3 separate regions of the Drosophila melanogaster genome follow, and regions 2 and 3 are each linked to region 1. A link is a contact called in public Hi-C and HiChIP or PLAC-seq data. All regions are on one chromosome and are shown on one strand. Each heading gives the region's core, a stretch centred on a gene start, on an enhancer-like site or on the middle of the called end of the contact. The rest is flanking DNA. Distances are from core to core; before and after follow the strand shown.

The links. Hi-C and Micro-C count contacts between places; a contact is called where the count stands out from the background. HiChIP or PLAC-seq counts read pairs in DNA pulled down with a chosen protein or histone mark.
Region 2: a Hi-C map of the Kc167 cell line shows a contact between it and region 1, with 1.7 times the contacts expected there. The contact joins the promoter of CG8915 here to the promoter of wcy in region 1. A contact is called at or near these places in 4 of 107 Hi-C or Micro-C datasets (the D17-c3 cell line, the Kc167 cell line, the OSC cell line and 1 more) and 2 of 6 datasets of contacts at active chromatin or transcription factors (both in the Kc167 cell line).
Region 3: a Psq HiChIP or PLAC-seq map of the Kc167 cell line shows a contact between it and region 1, with 7 times the contacts expected there. The contact joins the promoter of RhoGAP15B here to the promoter of wcy in region 1. A contact is called at or near these places in 29 of 107 Hi-C or Micro-C datasets (the D17-c3 cell line, the Kc167 cell line, the OSC cell line and 10 more) and 2 of 6 datasets of contacts at active chromatin or transcription factors (both in the Kc167 cell line).

Annotation. Positions count from the first base shown.
Region 1 is chrX:17,076,550-17,079,119 of dm6, reverse strand. It overlaps wcy (wacky), which reads left to right and starts at 1,283. Exons shown (of 15, transcript NM_001258796.2): 1 at 1,283-1,439; 2 at 1,680-2,195. The coding sequence starts at 2,155. It overlaps CG4949, which reads right to left and starts at 280. Exons shown (of 2, transcript NM_167554.2): 1 at 112-280; 2 at 1-52. The coding sequence starts at 186.
Region 2 is chrX:17,243,708-17,246,277 of dm6, reverse strand. It overlaps CG8915, which reads left to right and starts at 1,277. Exons shown (of 3, transcript NM_001298440.1): 1 at 1,277-2,044; 2 at 2,147-2,354; 3 at 2,416-2,570. The coding sequence starts at 1,367. The region is part of intron 1 of f (forked); the gene reads right to left. It overlaps CG42854, which reads left to right. Exons shown (of 4, transcript NM_001201732.2): 3 at 1-153; 4 at 225-925.
Region 3 is chrX:16,942,001-16,944,570 of dm6, reverse strand. It overlaps RhoGAP15B (Rho GTPase activating protein at 15B), which reads right to left and starts at 1,281. Exons shown (of 9, transcript NM_132955.4): 1 at 673-1,281. It overlaps CG13001, which reads left to right and starts at 1,700. Exons shown (of 1, transcript NM_132953.3): 1 at 1,700-2,570. The coding sequence starts at 1,989.

The sequences.
Region 1 (2,570 bases), core at 34-2,533:
GACTGGTGATCAGTAAGACGCGCTTTTCTTTGGTGGCAAAGCGTTCGCATAGCTAAAAGAAATGCAATTTGATGTTCAAAAACCGACCTGAATCCGATGTTCAGAACTTACCTTTGCCAAATTAAGGGCGTAATCCTCACTGCCCGTCAAATATATATAGTTATTGTTGCAGTCGCTCAAACTCATTCCTTAAAAATGCTTACAAATTAAACAATATATATTTAAGGAATTCTAAAATTCTTCTGCCGCTATTATCGGTATCGGGATGAGTTTTTAATAGAGGTGCCGAAACATCGATGCTAATATCGATGCACCGAGGTTTTTTTTTAAATATTCCAAACATCGATGCTTATTTCAGACTATCGATGTTTTTAGGTTAATCACTAGAATTTCTTCAACTATTTTAATTAATTCAAATAATTAATTACTTTCAAATATTAGCTTGCAGTCATATATATTTTGGGTTTGTGGTGAAACTGACGCAAGTCGATGGACAACTTCGTCGGAGTCGGAAAGGGCATTTAGCAAAGCAGGTCAAATAATTATTATTACCAGTTATACCACCTTAAGATCTTGCATATGAAAAGAAATCTCATTGTTTTTCAGTTTGAATTATCATTCTTTGTTCTTTTGTTTTATATTAAATTAAAAAATTATTGAATTTAATAATATGCAAATGCTTTTTCTTATTTCTCAAGTGTAAATATGTATATATAATTTTTTTTAAAAAACATATAATTTTTAAGTCGGCTTATCGAGAAACAATACATCCGATAGGAATACCCTTGAGCAGTGTGCCCGAAATGATTATGCGATACTATCGAAATGATGTTGTGCAATATATGATAAATTAATATAAACTATCTATATCTAAAACTATTTCAGTATCATCGAAAGTTTATAAAGATCAGCTATTGCGTATATACATAATATGTACAATAACAAAAGTCAAATTAAAAGTTAAAAGTTAAAAGTTATGTTTTTATATATATATTTATTATTTAACAGTAACCAAAAAAGAATTTAAATGCGAACCTAGTTGGCATCCCCGGCTACAGAGTGACCATTTTGCAATCCGTCCAACGCCTAGCGGTGTCAGGCACTAAAAAATACCACAAACGGGGCGCCACCTAGAGTCCACCATATCAACCAGCCAATTGGCACATATAGCCGAACTCTTCTCGCACCCGCATAGCGTGCCGCGCGAGAGGGATAGCCGCACGCAGCGACCGATTGCTGGCAAACTCAACACAGCCGTGCCGACGAACAGACCGCACAAAGCGTAATGCAAAAGAATTGAAAAAAATCATCAAGTATAGAGGCCAAAAAGCGAACACAGCAAGTCGGCATATAATTAAACAATTGTCGTTCAATGCTGAGCAAATAAATGCGGCGATTGCAGCCCAGCAAAGAAGGCGAGCGGCAAATTGCGAATTGCGGTAAGGTACCAAGAAAAAAAGGGAGTAAAATTGAAAAGAAGTCAAACGAAATACGGATCAAGCGACACCACACACACATGCACAGACGCACGCACACAGTCACTCACGGTCGTGCACGCAGAGGCGAATGCCGTGTGTGCTTTAAGTGAAAAATTAAAGGCGTTCCGAATGCTAATTGCATTAAGGAGAGGACAAAAAGGAAGCTGTCTAAAGGATTGCTATGAATGTTTGTACTTTTAGGAGGCAGCAAAATAAGCCGATAATAAGGCGACCGCAATTCAGGCACACATATACGCCACACAAACACCGAGTCAGCGGGCCACACAGACGAAAAGCACACACACACACATGCCACTGAGAGCCTCCCATACAAGCAGACCACAACACACACACACACACATACAAGCGAGCGTGCCTTGGCAGGTGAGAAGAAGAAGAGGAAGCGGTGGAGGCAAAAGGAGGAGCAAACAGGAGGCGCCAAAGGCCCCAGAATATTGGATAAAATCGGAATAAGGCTGCATTATCTTCTCCACGAGAAGAGGAAGCAGCAGCAGCACTACCAGCAACAGCAGTCGACGAAGGAGAAGAGGAAGCAGACGCATAAGCAGCAGCAGCAGCAGCAGCAGCGGAAGAAGCAGCAGCAGGAGGAGGAGCAGGAGAGAGAGGGAAAACCAACAGAAGCAGCAGCAGCGTATTTGGCGAAAAACTTGCATTGATGGTAATGCATGCTAGAAAACCGCAGCGTATGAACGATGGGTAATATATCAAATATTATTTTCAATCTACCGTAATATCGGCAATAACAGTGATTCCCAACGTACTCACAATCACACACACACAGGCAAACTAGCACACTCATAATTGTATATTTTTTTGTTTACGTTCTGTCCTACTGCCATCTCGCTCTAACTCGCAGTGCCCGCGTTTCCTTTTTATCCTCAAATTTTCTCCGTTTACCCTAATTAAGTGATTTTCGTAAATAAATTTGTTTTCCCTATGTTTCTTGCTTTGATTTTCCCACTTATCCATCTTCTCGCGCTATTCATGTTTTTCGTCTTTTCACCACACAATAGTTGCCTCTCGCTCGCACGCGCTCAGCTGGCAAAAGGCCAAAAAAAAAAAAATAGTTCT
Region 2 (2,570 bases), core at 28-2,527, 170 kb before region 1:
AACCGTGTCTCTAACCACTTTCCAAAAATGAACCTTATCTGGATCCTCAGTGAAATTAAGAACTATGTACATACATATGTACGTATTTCTTCTAAAACACCACATCTATACATTATGGATAACTATTAAGTTGTAGGGCGTGACACTTAACGAGTAAGTATTATATTTAATTTTTATTGACTCAGCTAACATTCAACGAGCTCATGCTCGCTGTTATCCAATAGGGAGATGGCCATTATGTTGGGATGACTATAAAGCCTTTTGGCATATTGCGCGCTGCTCTTCTTCACCTCTTCCCTGACCCAAGCGAAGCCTAGGACCTCGTTGATGGTGGATTTGTCGTGCAGCACGTGGGCTCCGGTATTATTTCGATATTGGACTTACTGGCCGTTCCCCAGATCGGCCTGACGATCGGATTATATATAAGAAGATTTGTGGATGTCCGCAACTTGGACCCTCTGCCTATATGCCAGTAGAATAATTTTAGTCGGTAGTCTGGCTTTTCTCAATTGGTGCGGCTTGCAGTTGAGACTCCTGATACCTAGGTAATTCGGAGTGGCTTCCTCTGGGATTGTAGCGTGGCCCAGGCTGATGAAGGGACAATGCCCGCTAAGTTCCACCTTTTCTGCCAGGAGTTGCGCAGGCCAGCTGTGCCTGTATTAGTGGCCTCGATTGTTGTGTTCCAGGAAGGCTGTGTCTGCGTCTGCGTATGTGGCTGCCATTAAGGATGGGCTCTGCAACACATGAAGATTCGCCGTGAACGCGCATCATTATACTAAATCATCACTAAGCAACTCCACATCATAATTAACTGTCCTCCCCTTTCGCTACGTAAAACAGTTGCTCTTCGTACAATCTGAACAAGTAATGCCACTGCTAATTTAACAAAACTTCAACCAATTCCATAAAATAAAAATCTACATATGTATTACCTCTCTTACACTGTAAAAATCATTGTCTTTGACCTTATATGTAGCTTAATATAAATAAAAAAGCAAATATACATTCATATGTAAATATGCACATGAATATGTGTGTATGTAGCAGGCAGAAATTCACAATTTGGTTTCAAAAGCTAAATATAAATATAAGTATGCTTAGGTAATGTAAAATTCAGAGTACGAATCACCGTTATAGTAAAAAACATTAAAGATAAATAAATCATATCAAGAACAGTAAAAGTTATAAAAGTTTATCATTTGGGCACACTGCCATCCGGCCCGATAGGCAGCAAAGCCGCCTGATATCGACGCGCAATAGGGTCCGATAACTTCTACAATTCATTGTTATCGAGGTATTGTAGAAATACAGCTGATTGAAAGGCGAATAGAGTTTTGAAAAGCGCACAGAGATTGAACACAGTCGAATGGCGGACAGTGAAGAAGCAGTGAAACGTGGCCGTCGCCAGGGCAGAAAGAAGGCACAACCTATGCCGGAACAGGCGGTAGTGTTGGTGGTCAATGGCCGAGTGACCGGTGGGCCGAAGGGAACTGGCAAACAGAAGACTCGACCGGGCAAGAACGCGAAAGCCGACGCGGGCGACAAGCTGAAGTCCGAGGACGAAAAGATGCTCCGCCAACTGGTCGACGACTTCCTGCAGAGCTGCGAGCCAGAGAAACAGCTCCCCGGACTTACAAAAGCCCAGCGCAGCCACGTTCACCGATTGGCCCAGCATCGCGGGCTTAAGACGGTGAGCAAGGGTCCAGAGGAGAACCGCGTCCTTTTTATAAGTCGCCCACAGTCGGATGGCCAACAGCAATACATTCTTTGCAACACAAAGCTGGACATTTGTCCGCCGCTCCTAGACGTTCTGGGACAAATGGCCGGCAATGTGGAACGCAGATTGATGAACTCCGTTGGAGACTTAAAGTGCAACAAACAGCAATATAAGGATATACGGCTTCCTTCCAACTTCGGCCTGGTCGGGCAGAGGCTTATTCCGCCGCCGCAGAGCAACCGGAACAGGAACATTCAGCACGAGCGCCGGAGCCTGCCCATCTACAAGCAGCGGGAGAGCATCCTCAACGTTCTGCAGCGCGATCAGGTGACCAAATGCTTCCTTTTGATATTAAGTACCTGTACCATTTTCTATTTATATTACGTCAAACACTGAATTGCTACTAATACCTGAGAATCCACCTTACAGGTTTTGATCATTAAAGGAGCCACCGGCTCTGGCAAGTCCACCCAACTTCCCCAGTACATCCTTGAGTGGGCCGCAGAGCATCGTGCTCCAGTCAGGATCGTGGTAAGTCAGCCTCGCCGCATAGCAGCTATCAGTGTCTCGGAGCGCATTTCCAAGGAGCGCGGTGAGGCGCCTGGCACCACAGTGGGCTATAATATTCGCATGAATAGTGAGTAGCAGTTGGCCGTAAAGTAATTATGACTATAACTATAATATTCAATCTCTGCCAGGACAATGCAGCAGCAACACGGTTCTAATGCTGACCACCAGTGGTTGCCTTTTAAGGGCTCTCGCCATGGATAAGAAGTCTTTTTTTAAAAACACCACCCACTTAATCATTGATGAAGCCCACGAGCGTGATTTGGACACAGACTTCCTGCTGCTG
Region 3 (2,570 bases), core at 32-2,531, 130 kb after region 1:
GGAAAAGCGCATCCAATCGGAGAATGTGTGTCGGCTGTCTTAATATGTTTATAATTGACTTAATTGCCAAACAATTAAGAACAGCAACAAAATGTGTCAAACGATGGAAAGAGAGAGAGAGAGAGGGAAGAGCGGTGGAGAGATGGAGCGAAGAAGCGCAACAGGTGACACCTGTCCCGCTCGCACAGTCTATCGCTAAATGGGAGCGATAAGCAGTTAGAAGCGAAATATATGTGTGTCAAAAATTATCATACATACAAATGTGTACACAGCCATAGTGGTTTTATAAATTTAGGAAAAAATATCATTATATTGCATAAAACGCATAGGTGGCAAAAACACTAAATTAAAATATAATACAAATATATAAACATATACTAACGAAATGTTTTTAAACATTTCAAAGTATAATGATTAAAATTCACAATGTTATCAATATTGCCGTATTTCGCATTATTTATATTTGATTTATTGTAGATATTACTATTATTTGGCACATAGCTGTCACTAAAAATTATCAGCCAACTAACACAGACACACAGCCCGTATGTAAACACGGATTGATTAGAACGCATTGAAGAGAGAAGAGACCATTGAAAATCGAAGCCCGCAGAAAAAGAGATCGCAAAGAAACTGCGGCTTTCAAATAAAAATAATAAAAATCGCTTTTACCTTTCGCTTTTTCCTTGTTAAAAATTTCGTATGCAGTTTCTGCGTGGTCAACTTAACTTCGTTTTATATTCACAACACACACAAACACAACCAGAGCACAACAATAAAAAACGAAAACAAAGAGTGTGAGAGAGAGGGAGAGAGCGGTGGGCGAAAAGCAAAGTCTCTGCTAAATTGCTAAGCTGATTTCCCACACATATCGATATTGCACTGATATTTTACTGCCGCAACTAGTTGACACATTTCCACAAACATTTCGGCCCAGTTTACTAATATTTGTTTATTTATTTATTATTCTTGCGGAATGAATCACTTGCGGAATGTTTCACACACACATACGCGCGCGTACGCATTGTTTGCATCTGTCTCTCTCTCTCGCGCGATCGATGTCTTTTTTTGTTGTTGTCTCCAAAAGGGAACAACAACTATTCGCTAAACAGAAGTTGACAATTCGCGGATGGAAAAGTCATGACCAGAACAAGATTCTTTGTTTTTGTCCCCAATGCCCGCTTTCCGAACCGGATTTTCCGATCCGAACGATCTGCGACCGATCGAAGAATACAAATGCATAATGTAATATAACGGGGCGCGCCTAGTGTGACCGTTGGCGGAAAGACAGCGAATGCCGGCAAAACTAGTTACTAAACTAGTAGCTAGGATACAAGTTATTAATTTTAGTTATATGTAATAATGTAAATTTTAATACTAACGTTCTTTCCATATAACTGAAACATTTTATATCAATAGTTAACTGAATATTATCTCGGCATGAATGCCAGATTTAAGTTTTTTGCCACAGCAACTGGAATTTACCGGATTTTTAAATTTTAAAGCAGCGCCCACGGTAAAATCAGTAAAGCACTTTAACTATAGTGTAATCATTTAAGTAAATTTGTACGTATAAGGAATTGGAATTGGAAGGAATTTGTTTTCTATTTAAAAAACGATATATACCGCACTGCCAGCTATCGATAGCAAATAATCGGCTGGTCGTGATTAAATGTAAAAATTACTTCCACGCTCTGGTAACACTGCATTGTATACCAGAAAAAAATGGTATTAGCATTAGCAGAGAAAAAATCAAATAAATAAAGAAAAAATCAATTAAAAGTGCGCCATTCCAAAGGATTATCCCAAAAGACGCGATCATCCATATCAGATGCTTAAGAATCGGCCGGAAAATCCGACATCGAACTATTAGGCTAGTGAAAAAGTGCAAAATAAACATTCGCCCAGTGGAGGGGGCCATACAGAAAACACTCGAGAGTCTTTCGAAAATACACATATTATACCACACGGATCGTTTTGGATCTACAATGGCCACCAGCGAGATCTCGAGCTCCAATGAGCGGCACTACTACGCCAAACTGGAGGCCATCAAGGACATCAGGGACAAGACGCTGTCGCTGGAGAAGCTCAAAGTGCGGATCATCAAGGAGGTGAAGCTGAGCGACGACGAGGAGAAGTGCCTGGAGGAGTACCGCAAGGAGATGGAGCACCTGCTCGAGGAGAAGATGTCGCACGTGGAAGAGCTGCGCCAGATCCACGCGGACATCAACGACATGGAGAACATCATCAAGCAGACGAAGGAGAACCAGACCCGCTCCTTCGACATGGCCAACCGGGTGTACGAGGAGTACCTGGCCCTGAAGTACCAGATTGATCACATGCGCCGCGACTATCTCGGACTAAGCCCGCTGCGAGATCTGCACGAGGAGGAGGGCAGTCCCATTTCGAAGGATCGCTTCCAGACCAACTTCCTTAAGGTGGCCGCCCAGTCGGCGGCAGCAGCAGCTGCTGCAGCTGCGGCGGCGGCCTCGGTTAATCAGAACTCGTCGTTGGCCCGTCCGCATGCCCGGCATCCTCTGATGCCGGAGGCCACGGTCACCGCGCTGCCT